2 separate regions of the Mus musculus genome follow, and region 2 is linked to region 1. The links are chromatin contacts, called in public HiChIP or PLAC-seq maps. All regions are on one chromosome and are shown on one strand. Each heading gives the region's core, a stretch centred on a gene start, on an enhancer-like site or on the middle of the called end of the contact. The rest is flanking DNA. Distances are from core to core; before and after follow the strand shown.

What was found. HiChIP or PLAC-seq counts read pairs in DNA pulled down with a chosen protein or histone mark.
Region 2: an H3K4me3 HiChIP or PLAC-seq map of embryonic limb bud shows a contact between it and region 1, with 7 times the contacts expected there. The contact joins the enhancer-like site here to the promoter of Mrpl13 in region 1. A contact is called at or near these places in 2 of 39 promoter capture datasets (frontonasal cranial neural crest and hippocampal neurons), 2 of 115 datasets of contacts at active chromatin or transcription factors (embryonic limb bud and stem cell-derived neural progenitor cells) and 1 of 9 other capture datasets (adipose tissue).

What each region holds. Positions count from the first base shown.
Region 1 is chr15:55,555,044-55,559,421 of GRCm38.p6, reverse strand. Mrpl13 (mitochondrial ribosomal protein L13) reads left to right here and starts at 2,110. Exons shown (of 7, transcript NM_026759.3): 1 at 2,110-2,164; 2 at 3,979-4,102. The coding sequence starts at 2,138. It overlaps Mtbp (Mdm2, transformed 3T3 cell double minute p53 binding protein), which reads right to left and starts at 2,014. Exons shown (of 22, transcript NM_134092.3): 1 at 1,685-2,014; 2 at 841-921. The coding sequence starts at 1,802.
Region 2 is chr15:57,587,788-57,592,165 of GRCm38.p6, reverse strand. The region is part of intron 3 of Gm35682 (a long non-coding RNA gene); the gene reads left to right. Gm35771 (a long non-coding RNA gene) reads right to left here. Exons shown (of 5, transcript XR_384110.4): 2 at 3,385-3,466; 3 at 1,549-1,621; 4 at 674-822. Among named protein-coding and RNA genes, the nearest start is that of Gm35771, 11 kb to the right of the region's middle. Within about 2 kb of position 2,650, at least 47 of the 459 cell types and tissues checked have an H3K27ac peak or open chromatin away from gene starts, as enhancers often do. A contact at or near this core is called in embryonic limb bud, where this site is marked.

The DNA of each region.
Region 1 (4,378 bases), core at 861-3,360:
GCCCCCGAGACTAGAGGTTCTCCAATAAGGAAGGGAGCCGATTATAACAGAATCATGAGAGCTGCAGCTCTCAAAAGGAGGCTATTTTTTCCTGCCAACTATAGACACTTCCTTCAGCTTGTAGGATCTGATCTGTCTCCATATTCATATTTTCTGGGCCTTAAAGGATATTATCAGATGGAGAAGTAAAAGAGAAGAAAATTATCAAATACATTTACAAATAGATATATTTGTAAAGTACCAATAGAACTAAAAGTAGGGAAGATTTCTTGCCCCCCCCCCAAAAAAAAAAGTAGTGAGAACTTCAGAAAGTCAAAGCAGATGACTCAAAGCTGTTTTTGCTTTAAGAGAATCAGTAAAATAGACAGGAAAACAACACCCACATGTGGTAAAGAAGGCAGAGTGGGAGCTGTAACGGGTTGTCTTTACTCAAGACAAGAACCCTTCCACAAGCAGGGCAGTGGTGGCACATGCCTTTAATCCCAGCACTTGGGAAGACAGAAGCAGGCAGATCTCTGTGAGTTCAAGGCCAGGCCGGTCTACAGATAAAGAGTTCCAGGAGAGCAAGGGTTATATGGAAGCAAAACTCTCACAATGGGAACCCAGAATAACTTTTATAAAAACTTACAACATTCAAATATCAGGAAGGAATAGTAATGTAGTTGAGGTTTTCTTTAAGATACCCCCATAGCCCTGTGCCTCTCAAGTCAACAAGTCTTTCTTGTACTCCTAGGTTATCAAACTGACTGATTTCCAAAAAAATGCTGTGTCAGACTTTGGGGGTGGGGGGTGGTGGTGGATAGGAGAGGAATTTCATTACCATTACACTTCTGTACTTACCAGGGAATGTACTGTCATCTGGATGGATTGAATCGCTGATGCTTCTCTTCAAGAGGTGATAAATATTGGTTGCGGTCAAATCTATAAAAATAAAGACCTGACTCAGTCATCTAACTCAAGAGTTAACATAATCTAGGGCCTGTTTCCATTTCACTATCAGAGGATCTGAAGGCCAGTAAGTTGTAGACAGAATACATGTTGACCAAGTCTATTCAAGTGCTGACACCGCAGAGAAAACAGCCAAGTCTCCTCATTTGTATATGCTAATCAGTAACAAGAAATCAAAACTTCCTTCCAAAAGAAGTATATACGAACTATATACATTTCTTCCTAAAAATGTCTGCTTAATCAAAACAAGGAAAACGTAATATTGAGATTAGTCAAGTACGCCAAAAAAGCAATGCAGCTAAAATCTTTTAAAGCTGGTCATTTCTCTTTTTTTAGTGTGGAATGTTTCCTTCATAGAATGTAAAACTCAGATCTGCAGAACCTATCATTTCTTTCTGTGCTTTCTTCAAGGTGGTAGGAACGCCAAGGGACACTTCTTTCTGCAAGCATACCTTCCCTAAAAGCAAAAATTCGATGACTATGCCACCAGAAGATTCAACCAGGCAAATATTCAGTTCACCAAGCACTTGGGACACTGGCATCTAATACCCACAACTTTATATCTTTTCCATTGACATACTACTGCTCAGTTCTTATAGAAACTACTTCAGAGAGTTAGTTGCACGTTCCCGGGACCATTCGACCTATGCGCCTCCCTCCGGGATTTCATCAGAAACTCAAATCCTTCGCTTCCCCGCCGCCGGTCGTTCCCGCCTCTTCTCCGCCCAGAGCTTACCGGGCTGTTTGTCGGTGCTCTCCAGGGATGTCGCCTCAGTGCCAGGCTCGATCTCCCCACCCGCCACGGATCGAAACTTCCCTTCCCTCCAGGTGACCAGCAGCAAGTACCGATCCATCCTCTTCGCGCCCGGACTCAGTGTTAGGTCTCAAAAGAGCCGCGCGCAACGTGCACTTCCGGTTTCCTGCCGCTCAGGTTGGCTGCAAAATAATGTCCTACGTCGGTTTTCCCGCCAATTATTGTGGGAAATTATTCTCTCAGGAGCCACACTCTCTGCTCCTCTCATAACGAAACCGCTACCGGCGGGGACCCGAGTGTGGCGGGGAAGCAGATGAGCGCACGCGACGGCAGTAGGAACCTTCATGCTCGGGTGTCTGTGTTTCCCGCCGGACCCGTGGTGCTGGTTCCCCGGCGGGGCGGGTGCAAAGTAAAGGACGCCGCGGGTCGGAGAGCATGTCCAGCTTCTCTAGGGCGCCCCAGGTGAGTTTGCGCGTTTCGGGCAGGATAGTGTGCTCAGTACGCTGGCGAAAATGAAGAGCAGTGTTCACAGGGATTTAGTGCAGAAGCTGAGCTTTCAGGGAAGCTGACACCCGTACCCAAGAAATGCTTTAGGAGTCACTTACCAGAGGGTTGTGAGTCTGCCTACCACTTGATATCTTTGTTTTGGCTCCTTTCTCTCCTCAGTCTGCCCCTTTCGTGTCTTTTGTTCCTTGCGGAAAGAGAGCTAAAGTGAAATAATAGGTTGAATGACGTGGGGCAGTAAAAACCACTAAAAGATGTTTATTTTTGTTTAGTACAGTAGGGGAGGGGGAAGGGAAGGTGTGGAGCTGTAGCTGATGTAGCGTAGCATGCCTGGGTTCCATCCCCAACACCGCATAAACCTGGAATTATGGTGCACGCATGTTATCCTAGCACTTGGGAGGTGGAGGGAGAAAGATCCGAAGTTCAAGGCCAGCCTTCTCCGATACTTAGTGAGCTTGAAGTCAAGCCTGCGCTGCTTAAGACTGTTTATAAAGAATGAAGACCTGTTGTAGAGTTTTGACCTAGAAGTCTTAGGCATCAGAAGGATCAAGCAAGCACTCAAGCCGCCAGGTGGAAGATAAACTGTTCACAGATGGGAGATCTTTGAAGGGCTAAAGGGAGAATTCAGTTAGAATTCTATTTTAGTGTACCACACAAAATACTCATTTTACAAGTCAGGCTGAAACATTGGAGTTCTAAGAAGTCCACAATATATATTAAAGATTTGAATGTGGGTGTAAAGAGAAACAAGAATAACTTTTAAGAATTCTGGTTTGGGCAACCGGAAGGCTGACTCATAGGGAATACTGAAACTGAAGCAGATTCTAGATAGAAGAGAAAGAATTAGTTTCTGATATGTTAATCCAAGACAACTCCTAGCCTAACACTACTTGAAGTACATTTCCTTTAAATGTAGTTGTTACCTGTCTATAATCAGGTAAATAACAGATGTGAATATTTAAAACTTTGACAGCAAGTTGACATGTGGCAGTATTTCTATTATTTATCAAGCTTTTTTAAAGTATTAGTTCACATGGAATGTGGTAAACTTGTCTTTTGCGTATGCATAGGCTAGTTTAAAATTTAGGATAACTAATATGAAACCACAAGCTTATAAGTGTATTTTTCTAGCATATAATCCTTGTGTATATGCATATGAAAGTACCTGGACAAGATCTTTCTGGAATAGAGATAATTTCCTTAGTTTGGAGGCATTGAAGACAGTGATTTTATCAGATGACCTAAAGATGTCTTGGAAGACAGGCCTGTAATACCAGCTATTCTAGAGAATGAAGTGGGGATAGTTGTAATTTCAAGCCTTTGGCGGGTACAGGGTGAACTCGAGGCTAAGCTGAGTAACTTGGTGAGACTCTTGTCTCAAAAGCATGAAAGGGGTTAGTGATGGGTCTCAGTGGTAGAGTGCTTGCCTGGTTTCTCAGTTCTCACACACACATAGACATACTGAATCTAAGCTATACTGCTCTGATTGCATAGTTGTGTTTAGCTCTCCTAGAACTGAGTTCTTGAATAATCTTCAGTTGGCAGTTGGCCACTCAGCTTTCTGTGTAACATGCCTTACTATCTTAATGCCATAACAAGAAAAGACCTCAGAACTGGTAATGGAAACAAATTACACACCCACACAAACTAGTGATAGTCTGTTTTTCAAAGTAATTGCTGGCATTAGTTATAGAATACCCATAATAGTGTATAGTAATGGTTTTAATTGTTTCCATTTTAACTAGAATTTTCTTATTCTCTTTATTTCCTAGCAATGGGCCACTTTTGCTCGAATGTGGTATCTCTTAGATGGCAAAATGCAGCCCCCTGGCAAACTTGCGGTTATAGCATCCAACAAACTGCAAGGATTAAATAAACCAGTGTACCATCAGCTGAGTAAGTACTGCCTTAGATCCGTCATGGGCAGCCGTGCTTTACAACTCCAGAATAGGAACTTCATGAGGTTTCACGGGACTGTGTTCAAGGGCTCCTTTCTGCGTGTATATAAAGATTCTCTATTCTATTCCTTCTGGAAGACCTCATCAGGTGCTAAACTGAATTTGATGGTGTGTGTGTGTTTTAAACAGTCCCATTTGATACTATTACTAAACAAAAACCCACCAGTAACCTTACTTGCACTCCAGTGCTGTCCTGATTTCCACTGTAAATTGA
Region 2 (4,378 bases), core at 1,401-3,900, 2.0 Mb before region 1:
GCTGAGGGCTTGGTCTCTAGAGGAGTCTGTTCAAAGGGGATGGGAGAAGATCAGGTGTGGGTGGTGTGGATTCATCAGAGGTTGCAAAGAGAATATCTGTCTCTACGACAATGGGAATCATGAGGAACCATGACAATCCATCATGTAACGATGGTGGGATTAACTCTGGATGGCTGTCATCAGCCTAACGAGTATGGCTCAGCATTCACCATGAAACTGCTCAGTATGTGGCTTACAGGGTTGAGATGTGAACTGGGCCAAGATCCTGGTAGGTATCTCACTGACGGTATTTATAGGTGGGCCTTGGGGGATGTCTTCTTGTATGTTAGATGGGGCATCAGAGCTGTGTCTAGATGAGAATCATTTGTGTGTGGGACTCCTCCTTGGTGGGAAGAGAAAGCCTTGTCATTGCTGAAGGTCCGGGTAGATAGTTCTCATGGTTCCTGTGTGTCATTAAAGTGTTCTGTTTGGAGCAGTGTATAGTCTGAGGCCATATCAATGTCAGAAGTGAAGTCCTACCTCAAGCTTTCTGATTTTGATGTCAGCTCCACTACTCTGAAGGAAGTGAGATGGCCTTTACACCTTAATGTAGGAAAGAAAAATGGCTGAAGGAAACTAGAGAAGAAAGGAGTTGACGGCTTGCTAGGTATACTAGTGATTTTTGTTTAGTCACCTTATAGGAGAATGACTCTTGTCTAAGCTTCCTAGTAGGCACAGAGAAATTCAGCCACATTGTCGTTCCTGAACAATTGGGGTGAAACAGTGGAGGGTGGTGGCATCACTCCGTCACGTGTTCTGGCAGAATGCTTGGTGCTTGACAATCTAAGAACAGAGGAAGAGAGGTACGGGGCCCAGTAACTCCCAGCTGACCCTTAGACTGTAATGAATTTAACGGTGCTCTCCAATGTCTAAGCTCTAAGCCCCTAATCCTGTGACATTATGTGGGATCAGGGGCTGTATGGGTGTAAATGAACATTTGTTTCTAAAGGAAATCAACACGAGTTTAGGCATGGCCTGTAGCCAATGGGCGAGATTTTTATAATAGAAGCAGGACCAAAAGGTTGGTGGCTCAGAAGCCAGGGAGACGACTCTGTGAAGAGGGTGCAGGCTCTGGAATGATGCTGTGCCAAGCCTGCCAAGCCAGGAGCTTTCCCAAGGCGGAAGAGGCAAGAAAGGAATATTCTCCAGGGCCTAGAAGGCAGTGCAGTGCTGCTGATACTGCTGACTTTTGGCTTCCAGAATAGTGAGAGAACACAACTTTGTTATTTTAAGCCACAGTTTTTGATAACTTGTTATGACAGCCTAGGAGTTTAATTCCGTGGAGGAGGTCTGGAGCCTGCACTAGCTGCTGGATTAGCAGGGACCTGGATGAAGACAGGCTTTGGCTGGGTGCCAGCTTGTTTCCCACAAATGATAGGAAGGGTCTCTCTGGGTTCCAGGACTGTACGGATGCATCTGTCTCTCAGGAAAGATTCTCCTTGCCCCTTGGGAGGTCACGCATCTGAGGTCTTGTCACCAGCCACCAGTAGATGAAAGCTGTCCTCTTACCTTGGCAGGAGAAACCCAGAGAGACTGGGCACTTAGCTTCTAGCAACACAGCTTGAAGGAGGGTTCCATTAAACTGGAAAAACAAGAGAGGCTTTAGTTAGTAAGTTCCTGCTCATTCCTGCTATCTGGAGGAACAAGGGTTCCGAAAAATTTTAGATCAGATATATAAGACAAGAGTGACCTTTTGGTTATAATTTATCCCACTTCATCATCTTAGCACCCTTCACGTGGCAGTGAGATGCAAAAGGCATTTTGTTTGGAGCCATGCTACGGTTTCCAGCCTGTGAAGAAAGCATCGTCAGGTGCCAAGGATGTCCTGTGTGTGATTAATTGCTAGGCTGTGCCAGCTTGCCAGGGTGAAAGGGAAGATGCAGACTGGCAGTGTCAGGTGGACTGGGACTTAGGTAAATTACATAACTGTCCTTTGCATTCTAATCTGTTCAGCTCCCACCTGCTATTCTGCTGAAGGGACAAGTGAGATCCACGGTTCAGGATGCTGCAGTGTGCAAAATGCTAATTGGGTTCTGTAGACAGTAAAGTGGCACAGAGGGTGTGCCTCTCCGGAGGAGAAAGGAGGGGAGGGGGCCTCTCAGACTTGGAGGTAGGAAGAGTCTAGCTGACTGAGCGGGGGGGGGGGGCGCCCTCCCCCCCCCCCCCAAGTGCACATTTCTCCTCCTGGTCCTCTTTACTGATTTCTATTATGGCCTTTCTCAGTGAGCAGTGGGAGGACCCCCACAACAGTGGTGTGTGTGTGTGTGTGTGTGTGTGTGTGTGTGTGTGTGTGAGACGGCCATAACAAAGAGGATCAAGGGTTCGTCTATACCGGAAAATGCTATTTTAACAAGTGCTTCCGTCTCTGGAGAAGTACCATTCAGAGTCTCCAGTTAGACACTGGAGATTGGTCCGTGCACAGAGACTCTGAGCTTGACACTCAGCAGATGTTCAGAAGGCTTTGTTAATTGAATTCAGTCTGTGTTATATCCAGCTTGTGGCAGATCTGGGTCTCCAGATCACTGAACTTTGCCTCCCCTCCCCCGCCCCTGGTTTCATGTTGCTGCTAGACTGACTAACCATAGCCTCCAGGAAGGCTGCTTTGGCACTCTTGGAAGTTCTATGTTGCTATGATACAGTCTTGCAAAGAGCAGACTGCTCAGAAGTGAGGCCAAGCACTGTTTAAGTTGGGTGAGTAAAAGGGATGCTGCTTCATGGATCACCGTTGTTAGGTGACCATAATATTCATAACGGAGATGCCTTAATAACGCTTTGTATACACGTATTGTACACAAATTTTAACTTTTAGTGGCTTATGTAGCCTATTGGTATTTGACTATGAAATCATTTTCTCTTTTAATTCACATTTCTGTCTGTCTATAAGTTGCCTATATGAAGAGGGTAAACAGGTAAATATGCCTGTATATATTATTTATCAATATGCCTATATATCTATTCGCTAATAATTTATCATCTGTATATGTATCTATCTGCCTGTGTCCATCACTATATTGACTAAGAACTTGAGCAGAATTTTAAAGTATCTCTTCAGAGTATGTAAAACTCTTGCAATAACCCAGATGTGGGATGGAAGCCATAATCCTAAACACTTGTTATGAGAACTTGTAACTCTCATGTTAGTTATTTTAGAGTTTGCATTTCCCCAATTTATTTGCAGTGTTGTTTTGAAACTCATTACCTGTTCATAATATTGTATCTAGTTTAGTCCATAGGCACAGAGAGCTTAACCTTGTTAGGTCATTGTCTTTACATGGTTCAAGGTGAAAGCTTGAGGTTCTGGAGTTAGATAGAAAAGGCTATTTGGACTGGATGGACCCAACTCACTGTTGACGTCAGGATAGTAGACCCAGAGCAGACAGAGCAGCACATGCCTCCCACGTGGTGTCTCGGTTATGTTTGTAAAGGTCTACAGAGAAAATGCCATAGCATCACATAAAGAAACAAGGAAGAAAAGGGAGTCTGCAGTAGAAACCAGTAGTAAGCTTAGCACACAGTAGGCTGTTGTGTGCATTTTCTAGGGAGATGAGAACAAATGTCTCTTCAGTCCAGTAGGGCACAGGTGACAGACCAAAGACCTGAGATCACCCAGGCTTAGATTAGTGAACCAGTGTATTCATTGAGGTTACATGTAAAAGCATAGGTGACTCAAAGGCAGCGCCATCATGGAAAAGCCTATACTAGCTGGGAGATGACTCATGAGAGCTGCGTCCCTGGTCCTTCACATACAACTTGCAACTTTCAGGTGGTGCAGTGCTCATTTCTGCTTATATGGTGTGTGGAAGAGGAGCCTTGTGACTCTTGTTTCCTGAGACTTGTCAGTTTGGTTTACTTTATAAGAAGCAATGATCCAATCAGACAGAAATAGCTACACAATGTAGGCATTTTAACATTGAGAAAGATTAACACGTTGAGTGTGAGATGAAATGATTAGAAATTTATTGCCTTTTATGTCTGCTATGTATCCTGGTATATATCATTGGGGACAGAAGCATGTATGGGGACAGCAAGTTCTGTTATTAAATTCTGTTCCTTCTTGAAGCCTTGATTTGGTAATCACACTCAGAAAAGCAATTCTAAGCTCCCACTGGGCTTACTCTCCCGTCCTTTTGGTTTTTAAAAGCAACTAACTCAAACTAGCAAAATAAGAAGGAATTTTGTGAGCCACTAAGAAGCAAAAGACTGGTTTGTGATTTTAGTGATAAGGACACACAGGGCTGTTGAATTACCAGGTCGGTCATTGTCACCATGCGCTGCGCTAGAAAAACAAAACAAAACAGAAAACCAGGCATCTTCTTCCTTCTCCTGTTAGAGGAAGAAG